2 separate regions of the Gossypium arboreum genome follow, and region 1 is linked to region 2. Evidence: chromatin contacts called from public Hi-C data. All regions are on one chromosome and are shown on one strand. Each heading gives the region's core, a stretch centred on a gene start, on an enhancer-like site or on the middle of the called end of the contact. The rest is flanking DNA. Distances are from core to core; before and after follow the strand shown.

Region 1 (4,924 bases), core at 780-3,279, 94 kb before region 2:
TATTGAATTCGTTTTGGCGTTTTGCCAATTTGGAATTTTGAAAACAATACATTTTTATTGATACCTTTAAAAGTGTCTTTCTTTGACAAATAAGTATCAATACTCTTTATAGGTAGGATACCGCGTCAATACTTAACGATCCGTCAAGAGTTTTGGCGGAAAAATGAACTCAAATAGCTTAATTAGGTACACTTTTTTTACGAGGAGCTTAATTGATTTTTTTAAAATTATTTTCAGAGGACTAATTTGACATTTTAACATTTTCAATACCTGATTGAAAACGAAATTTTAACTAATACACAAGGGTAAATACATAAATTTTAATAAAATATTGTAATATTCACATTTTAAATAATTCACGTACAATTACATATCAATATATTAAAATAGAAAAATATTATTTATTTTGATTTTGATTTTTCATTGATGTTAAGATTCAAAATTTATGCTATCTTTCATTTATATTTTGAATTTAAATTTATAATTTCATATTGGTACATTATGAAAATTATATTAATTATATTTTAAAAAGTTATTGAATTGTATTACTACATTATAATTTAATAATATTACATGTGTAGCCCTGAAATTAAACCTAGTATATATAAAAACAAGAATTCAATTTTTAAACTTTTCATGTTTTTAACATTCTATTTACTTTTTAATTAATAAAAAAGCTATAAATATGATAAATTAATAAACTATTAAACAAAAATCTAAAATAAATATAAAATTCAAATTCAATCCCAACTTCAGTCGGACAAAATGCGAACCTTTTCATACTACAATATTTTCGTAGTAAAATCCGCTTACAGATTAGTGCATGCTAAAGAGGTTGAGACTGAGGGACTACATAGCTAAGAGAGAGACAAGTTTTGTATCAGAACGCCGAATAACCCTTTGGAGATTAATTTTACCTAGCAAGGTTTGTTTTTTAGCTAAAGATTGCTTCATGATCTGCCACCAATAAGTGTGCAATTTGAGGGGGGCAAGGTACTGAAGATGATATTCACCCTTTTATGGACATGCGTTGCTTTCAATCAGCCCAGTTTCAGCTTAGTTAGAGGGCACCAATTTGATTAGATGTTTGATTAGAAGTGGTTACTATGATGGAAGCCTAGCAATACTCTTCAAGGCCCAGTGGCTATTTGATTTATATGTTTGATATGTCGAAATCGAGAGCAATGCTTTATTGGTTATTGGAATATGTAATATCATAATAATAATGGTAGAGGTTTATTCTATTCAAAAGTCTATGCGGCTAAATCTCATCTATAAATTCTGTTTATTGTAAATATAAATTCAAATTTGAGTATAATTTTTTTCGTATCCTATATGAAATTAGACAAAATTTCATTTAGTTGTATCATTATTGAATTAATTTATGTCATTTGATAAATAATGAAAAAAGAGTGGGATTTTTTTGAGAAATGGGAAATTTAAAATGTTTGGGGATGAAAATAGAAAAATGTTTACAATACTTAGGCCGAATCAGATGCAATTTGAAAGATTTTGTGCGCTCATGGATCGAAGCTTAACGGAAGAACTTTATAAGTTTCGAAAAATTGAATATGCAATGAAAGAAATTAAATTTCAATTTATTTGTGAAAACATATCAATTGGTGGAACTACCGATAAAAGAAAAGGATGTCGAACTTAGTTTAGTTATTTAAGCTTTTTTTTTTTGTGTGTCTAATTAGGTACTTGAACTTGGCTTCATAATTCAAATTGGTTTAAATAAATCATTCATTGTAAATATTAATTTAAAAAAAAAAAAGAATTAAATTTAAGTACCAATTTAAACTAAAACATTAAATTCAAATATTTAATTGACCCAAAAAAATTTAGTTACCAATTTAAAACTTAGGAGGAGGTTTAAGTTGGTGGTAGTCAATGGCTAATCAGTTTATGGAATCATTGAGCAGTCTAATGGCAATACTGCCACGAAAAGATGGTAAAAACTCTTAGAAAGGAAATAATATTGGACTTGAAAAAAAGAAGTGATTTAGTGGGCTAGATCCCAGCCGATTGAAAACCTAATCCAAATAAGCAGCCCACACAATAGAAACGTTGATGATCTCTCAACCACCAATCCAGCAACAAGAAATTCCTCCCTCCACAAATTTCATCAAATAAAATTGGGGTCAAAATAAATCGACCATTTTTTGTTTCTTGGAAAGTTTTCAGTTTCCCACCCTCTGTATCCCTACAATGACCACCTTACCTTCACAAAACCTGCAATCGGTGCGACCTCTATATTTTTCTTCAATTAATTCTCTTAAATTTGGATCTCAAATTCCTTCATTAAAATTCCCCATTTCTTCTCCTATAAAACTAAAACCAGCCAAGCTTTTCACATGCAATAATGGCACCAACAACTCTGGGGTCGTGGGAAAAGCCTCTACCTCTGAATTCAGTGCAGATATAGGTGACGTCCTTGGGGATGTTACCATTTTCACTGCTGCTGATCAGCCTGTCATTCTCAAAGACCTTAGGGACCAAAACCAAGTAAATTTTACTCCTTTCTTATTGCTAAAAACTTGCTCCGATCTTTGCCTTTTATTAATTTATTCTCTTTACCCCCAACAGGGAATTGCAGTTGTTGCACATCTACGCCATTTCGGATGCCCTTGTTGGTCCTCACTTGACTGGGCGTTTATTTATTTATTTATTTATTGTATGTGTAAATTTATATGATTCATTGCTAAACAAGTTATGTTCTTTGATTCATTATTAGCTGGGAACTTGGTTTAGAATTGAAAGAAGCAAAAGCAAGATTTGAATCAGCTGGAGTTAAACTGATTGCAATCGGCGTTGGTACACCTAACAAAGCACGTTTGCTTGCAGAACGGGTACCATTGATACCAAATTTATTATTATTATTATAATTATTGTTGTTAACAAATTTCATAAGTTGGCTCACTGAAATTGATTCAGCTACCATTTCCAATGGATTGCCTTTACGCTGATCCAAACCGAGAGGTAATATCAGTGTGTTAATGGATCCATATTTTCCCTTTAATTGGTTTTTTTAACATTCTCCTTTTCAGGCATATGATATTTTGGGCCTATATTATGGCTTTGGTCGTACATTTTTCAACCCAGCAAGTGTACATCTCTTTTCCATTCTCTGCAGTATTTTGTTCTCGATTTTTCAGATTTCAGTAATTTTGGACACAAACATCTATTACATTGATGGAGTGTAAAAATAAAACAAACACATGCTTGTCAATCATACACTGTCTAGGTCGTGCAGACTAAAGTGTTTTCAAGATTTGAGTCCCTGCAAGAAGCTGTAAAAAACTACACAATTGAGGCCACCCCTGACGAAACAAGTAGTGTACTGCAACAGGTAAGCCTAATTTCATTTTAGCTTGTATAACCCTAAATTCACTGTTATAATATAAGTTTTCCTCTTTGATACTATCAAGGAGGGATGTTTGTGTTCAAAGGTAACAACTGTTATATGCTCATAAAGATGAAGGAACCGGCGATCATGCACCTTTAGATCAAGTGTTTGATATATGTTGCAAAGTTCCAGCATGATGATAAAGTTAAAATACATCTACTTGTATAGAATTTGAGATTTAGTCCCTGTATTTTAAAAGTTTAAAATTTAATCCTCCTACTCTTTTAATTTAAAATTCTTAATTCAATCATTACCATCGTTGGTAGTTTTTGTCTACTTATTATAGACGGATATAATAAATATATTAGATTGATTTGAAAATGTATAGGCATGATATTACAATTATATTGATAAATTCAATTTATTTATTGTTAAAATATTAATTATAAAAAAAATAGTTAAGAAAGTGTATAAAACTAATTTAAAAATATAATAGTGTATAAAGATCATTTCCTATTCATACATACACATGGAGGAAATCAAAAGTATAAATAAGGGATTAAAGGGTATATATAAAAATTTAAAGTAAATAAATTGTTAGGAAAAAAACTTATAAAGTTTATTTTATTTAATTTTAGAAAATATATTTTAATGTAAAAATACTCTCTTTTTTAATATTAAGAACAACATTTCAAGGACCTTACATGTTATATTAAATTTTGAACAAGATGATTTCTTTTTGCTATTTAAATTTGGATTATCCAACAATAAACAACTTAATATGAAAATATTAGATATAATTTTATATTGCAAAAGCTATATAAATTAATTTTAAATACCCTGCAAATGTAAAATTTTAATATGAATTATAATTTTAATGTTGAAAACCTTTAATCTAACTAAAATAATTAAAATACACATAAAATTATTTCATAATACAAAAGAAAAATTTAAAAAAAACACATTAGAAAGTGTCACATGTTGAGTTTATATAAGATACCTTTAAGAATTATGTTAGTGGTTGAATCATCAAATCATCAATTTAACAATAATCAAATAAAATTTTAAAAATTATAATCCATTGAATCGTCTGCTTTTTTTCTTGGTTTTCAATTTTTTACCATTTCACAGTGGTTTGCTTTATTTCCAATTATATATTACCTATTAAACTGATTAGACCATCAGTTCTTGATTCAATTAATTCAATTCACCGGCATAATCCGATTGTGACAATACTAGATATCTTAATGATTTAAAAAATTGTATTTCCTTTATCCTTTGAACATATAATAAAAAAAGAATAAAATAAATGATATTGGTTACTAAGGGCTAAACCTCCTCATCGGCCAGGCCAGTCGGCCCAACCCATGGCCTGCTCAAAAAGTGAGAGGGTTTGGACAAAAATATAGGCCTAAAAAATGGGTTTGGACAAAAAAATAACGCCCGTTTTAAAAATAGGCTGGGCCTCGAGTAAGATATTTTTGGCCTAAGCCCGGCCTAAATTCACTAAATAACAAAAAAAATCCGCTATTTTTTATTATTTTAATGATATTTTCTTGTTGTTTTCCTCCTATT
Region 2 (4,505 bases), core at 1,090-3,589:
TAAACAACGTTTTGGGTAAGACAAATTAAACATGCAAATTAATAAAATAAAATAAAATAGAGGATAATTAGAAACGGGCCAAGCGAATCAAAGCCAACCCAGCATATGCTGCAATCAACTGTCTGGGCCTCTTCTTTCGTTCCTCTAAACTTTATAGTAATTCCAAGCATTTGAACTCCCTTAGGTTAGGTTCCTACAGTTATGTCCCTTCTTTATAAATTTTCTTTTTACCCAGTCCAACACCATTGTATTCGATTTACATTTGAAATTTCATTGTATTTATAGAAATTTTTACACTGTACTAATAAAGTTATGGATTTCACAAGTGTCTTATATAATAACATATTAAAAAATAAATATTTTAAAACTATTTGTGGTATAATAAAATATATACTATTAGTCTACTAAATACTAACCCATAATATTTGTACATTTGTTATTTAACTCTTTTTAAAATACTTTTCAATTTCAAAATTCATATCTAATTGTTAATGTTACTAAAATTCTTCTATTAAATTCGTTGGTTTAACATTTTGATATAAAGAAATTCTCACTTGATAACCGTGTAACAAAGAAATTGATATTGTCGTGCACCTAAATTTAACAAAATAGTTTTAATGGTGTTATAATAACAAAAAGACTTGTATTTTTAAATCTAAAAAGTACAATGACTAAATTCTAAATGAAGGCTACAAGAACTTAGAGTATAATTTAACCAATATTAAATACCACTGTCAAGGTTGGATCCATGATTTTATTTCAAGGGGGCGAAACTTTTAAATTCGGATAATTTTTTTTTAACGTAAAAAAGTGTCAATTCTTCTCGGATATTTTTTTCTTATCAAACAAATCGATTTAATGTTTTTTAAAAAGCATGAACGATTTAACTGTAAAAAATTAAAAGAAAAAAATCTCACTACATAAAATTAAATATTTTTTCCAATATGCAAAAAAGAATAACTAATATTATACTAAAAATTTCATACATACCATTATAATTCCAAAAATTAAATTTAAAAAACTTGGCCTTAGTCCTATTTCTCAACACTAGGCATCCTAAATTCCACCCTCCATTTTCTCATAAAATTGAACTCATCAATGATAGAATCTATTGAAAATTCTCGAGCCATCTTTTTTTCGATGTATGCCACCAAGTAAGTCGTGCATAGATTTTTGAAATCTCGAATCATGCTCTAAAGAAGAAGCATCAAACTCCTTTACTTTGACTCTTGGCACCTTACGAGAACGTTCAAGAACTTGAGAAGACCCGATATCTTGTTTAGGAGCTTGAGAAGACTCGATATCTTGTTCAAGATCTTGGGATTGAGAAGACCTGATATTTCTTTCAGGAGCTTAGGAAGACTTAATATCGAGTTCAGGAGCTTGGGATTGAGAAGACTGAATATCTAGTCCAGGAGCTTGGGAAGATCTGATATTTAATTTTTCTCCACTAATAACAGAAGGTTGAGGAACTAATTGATCATTATTACTTTTTGACACCCTTTTCTTGAAAAAAGATTTGATCTTTTTGTTGACCATAATTTAATCGAAAAACCTAAAAATTGTAATAATATATTAAACAACAACATATTAAGAAAAAGAAAAAATAATAAGTCAAATAAATAAAGAACATAATTTATGTAAAAATATTTACCGAGAGGTCTTTTGCGTAAGGAGCCGAGAGGAAGATAATTTGTATTTTTTTGTTCTCTTGTGCTCTTAGTCTCGGCATCAAACTCTTTTCTATTTCTCTCAGTAGTGTTGCCACCTTACGAGAGGAAGATAATTCCTTACGAGAGGAAGATAATTCCTTAGCAAGACATACAGATCAAAATATCATAAAGTCACTAACCTAAAATATATAAGTACGGGCCAAATCAATTATTCTGGAATTTGACTTTAAAATCTTTATTATTATTAAAGTTATATAATTAAAAAACTGAAAAATATTTTATTAATATAAAGTATAACCTTATGGCTTAAGGGGCGAATGCTATATAACGTGGACACTAAATTTAAAATATATGAAAATTTATATATAAAATTAAAAGGTGGTAGAAGTAAGGTCTGAAATGAAACAAGTGTTGGTTCATAGACATATACATCCTTTGAAGGGGAGAAAAAGAGGAATGGCTTTCGTGTCTCAAAATGACATGCAAATAAATCACTGTCGAAATTACAACAAGGCCATCATCATCCAGCATAATCCGACCAAGGTCCAAATTTAAATAGAAAAAGGGCAAAGGGTGTGATGATTTTGAAAGCTAACAATCAACCTGAGCATTGCGTTGTCCCACCAATGCATATGTTTTTGTGTCTTGGGGGTCCATTATATCATGTTTGGGCTCTTCCAATGGGGTGAAGTTGACATCAATACGCCACCATTAACATTTATTGGCTCACAGACACCTTGCAAGATATTTTTGTCAATCATTGGTTGGTATGTTATTTTTCAATTTTGTTTAAATTTAATCATCTTTATTTTAAGGATGAAACTATTTTTTTTTAAATTTTAACTCAAGGTAGTTAAAGAGATTTTCTTTATATGTTAGTTATAAAATTTAAACCTTGAAGATATGATGAATCAATTATGGAATAATTTTTTTCAACAAAAACAAAATTATTGTTAAATTTCATATTCTACTCCTTAAAATATTTTATAAGATCACATTTTTGTAGTGATTTGAATAAGCTTTCTTCCTCTCTTGTTTAGTAAAATTACAAGTATTAATTTTAAACTTTAAAATTATTCTATTGAAAGATAATACATATTTAAACAAATTGAACCATAACTTTTAAATTTTAATCACCACTACTTTAATAAAAGGTATTGAAAAACTTAATCAACAAGAAAGAAAATGTTCATATGTAATATAATTTTAAAGGTAAACAAACTATACCAAATGTTCATATATCATATAATAAAGGGTAAATTATATGATTAAATATTATGAGTTTTTGTCACTTAATTTAAAAAAGTTACGATTTGGTCATTAAACTATTTAAAAGCTTTTATTTAAGTTATTGAGTTGTTAAAATTGATGCTATATGACTTTCTCTGTTCACATTGTCTGTACCAATCAAAAGCTTTCTTTCCTCTTCTCTTCTACAGTTCAATTTTTTTCATGAAACAACTTTGGACGTAATGAATTTGCGAATTAAAATTCAAACAATTTTTTCTTTTATCTTTGACACAGACTATCAAATAGACTTAGATTTAAGGTATGTTCTTCTATTCGTAGATAGGTATTGATGTAATAGTCCGTTTTCAGTAAAATCAGAACAGTGGTTTTGGGATCACAAATCTGATTTTGGAAGAAAAAATATTTTTATATTAATTTATGGTCTATAGTATGATAGTGATGTCGTATAAAGATTTCGTACAGAAAATTTATCGATTACATGTTTAATTTGATAAATGACCAAATTGCACAAAATGCAAAAGTTGAGTTCTAATAGCTAAAGGGATAGACTAAATAGCTATAGAACTTTAAAGTGGAGGTCCTTATATGGTAAATAGACCATTTAAAAATTCTTAGTGGTTAAGGATGATGATTCATCCATGGAAAATAAAATAAAGAAAATGATGAAATTGGAAAGTGAAAAAAAATAAAAGATGATAATTAATTAAATAATGAAAATATCATCTTTTTCACCATCTTTCCCAAATTATTTCAATGGAAACCTTAGCTAAGAGAAAGTGAGCTCAAGAAATCTTATTTTGATCAATTAGGTATGTTTTCCTGTCCCGTTTTTAATGATTTTTATATTTCCGAGATCGTAATAGCTTAATTTAGCTATCTTGGGGACTAATTTGTAAATTTATTAAAGTAATAGGGTTTTTCCATGGATGAATATGCTGAAAATTTGAAATTTATGGTAGAAAATGAAAGGTTGCTAATAGATAAACAATTTTTGTAAAGTGAATTTTGATGAAATAATGATTTTAGGTCTAAATTGTAAAGTTGTAAAATTCATGGAAAATTCTAAATTTTTATGAAATACATGGGTTGTAATTATTAAATGTGAAATTTGGCTAGACTTGGAATAATTATTAAATTGCATGAATTTCATTTTCAAAGCCTAGGGACGAAATCGTCATTAATTAAAAGTTTAGGGGCAAAATGGTAAATTTGCCTAAGATGTGAATTGAATTACAATGAACATGAATTAATGTTAAATTCATTCATATAGATTTGGATAGACCAAATTCAAAGTTTGAACGAGGAAAAGAGAAAATGTCAGATTAGTAGATTTTACGTGCACGAACATTTGTCGAAGTAAGTTTGTGTAACTAAATTGTGTATATTTATATGCTTGAGTTGAATGTTGTGTATGTGAATTGTATAAATGCCATATACATGAAATTGGTTACATATCCGACAAAGTTCGATAAATATTAAATACCGTTTGAATAATGGAATTCGATGGATACAAGATTTCCTGATTGATTGTGGTCCTGCATATGTTGCAGACACACCATAACTCTTACGAGAATTCTGTTA

Evidence for each region. A called contact is a pair of places that touch in the nucleus more often than the background predicts.
Region 1: a Hi-C map of leaf shows a contact between it and region 2, with 4 times the contacts expected there. The contact joins the promoter of LOC108478650 here to the enhancer-like site in region 2. A contact is called at or near these places in 2 of 5 Hi-C or Micro-C datasets (both in leaf).

What each region holds. Positions count from the first base shown.
Region 1 is chr12:45,731,226-45,736,149 of ASM2569848v2, reverse strand. It overlaps LOC108478650, which reads left to right and starts at 2,029. Exons shown (of 8, transcript XM_053023441.1): 1 at 2,029-2,508; 2 at 2,590-2,632; 3 at 2,738-2,852; 4 at 2,938-2,982; 5 at 3,051-3,110; 6 at 3,248-3,352. The coding sequence starts at 2,625.
Region 2 is chr12:45,637,470-45,641,974 of ASM2569848v2, reverse strand. No RefSeq gene overlaps it. Among protein-coding and RNA genes, the nearest start is that of LOC108476854, 8.5 kb to the left of the region's middle. Within about 2 kb of position 2,339, at least 1 of the 2 cell types and tissues checked has an H3K27ac peak or open chromatin away from gene starts, as enhancers often do. A contact at or near this core is called in leaf, where this site is marked.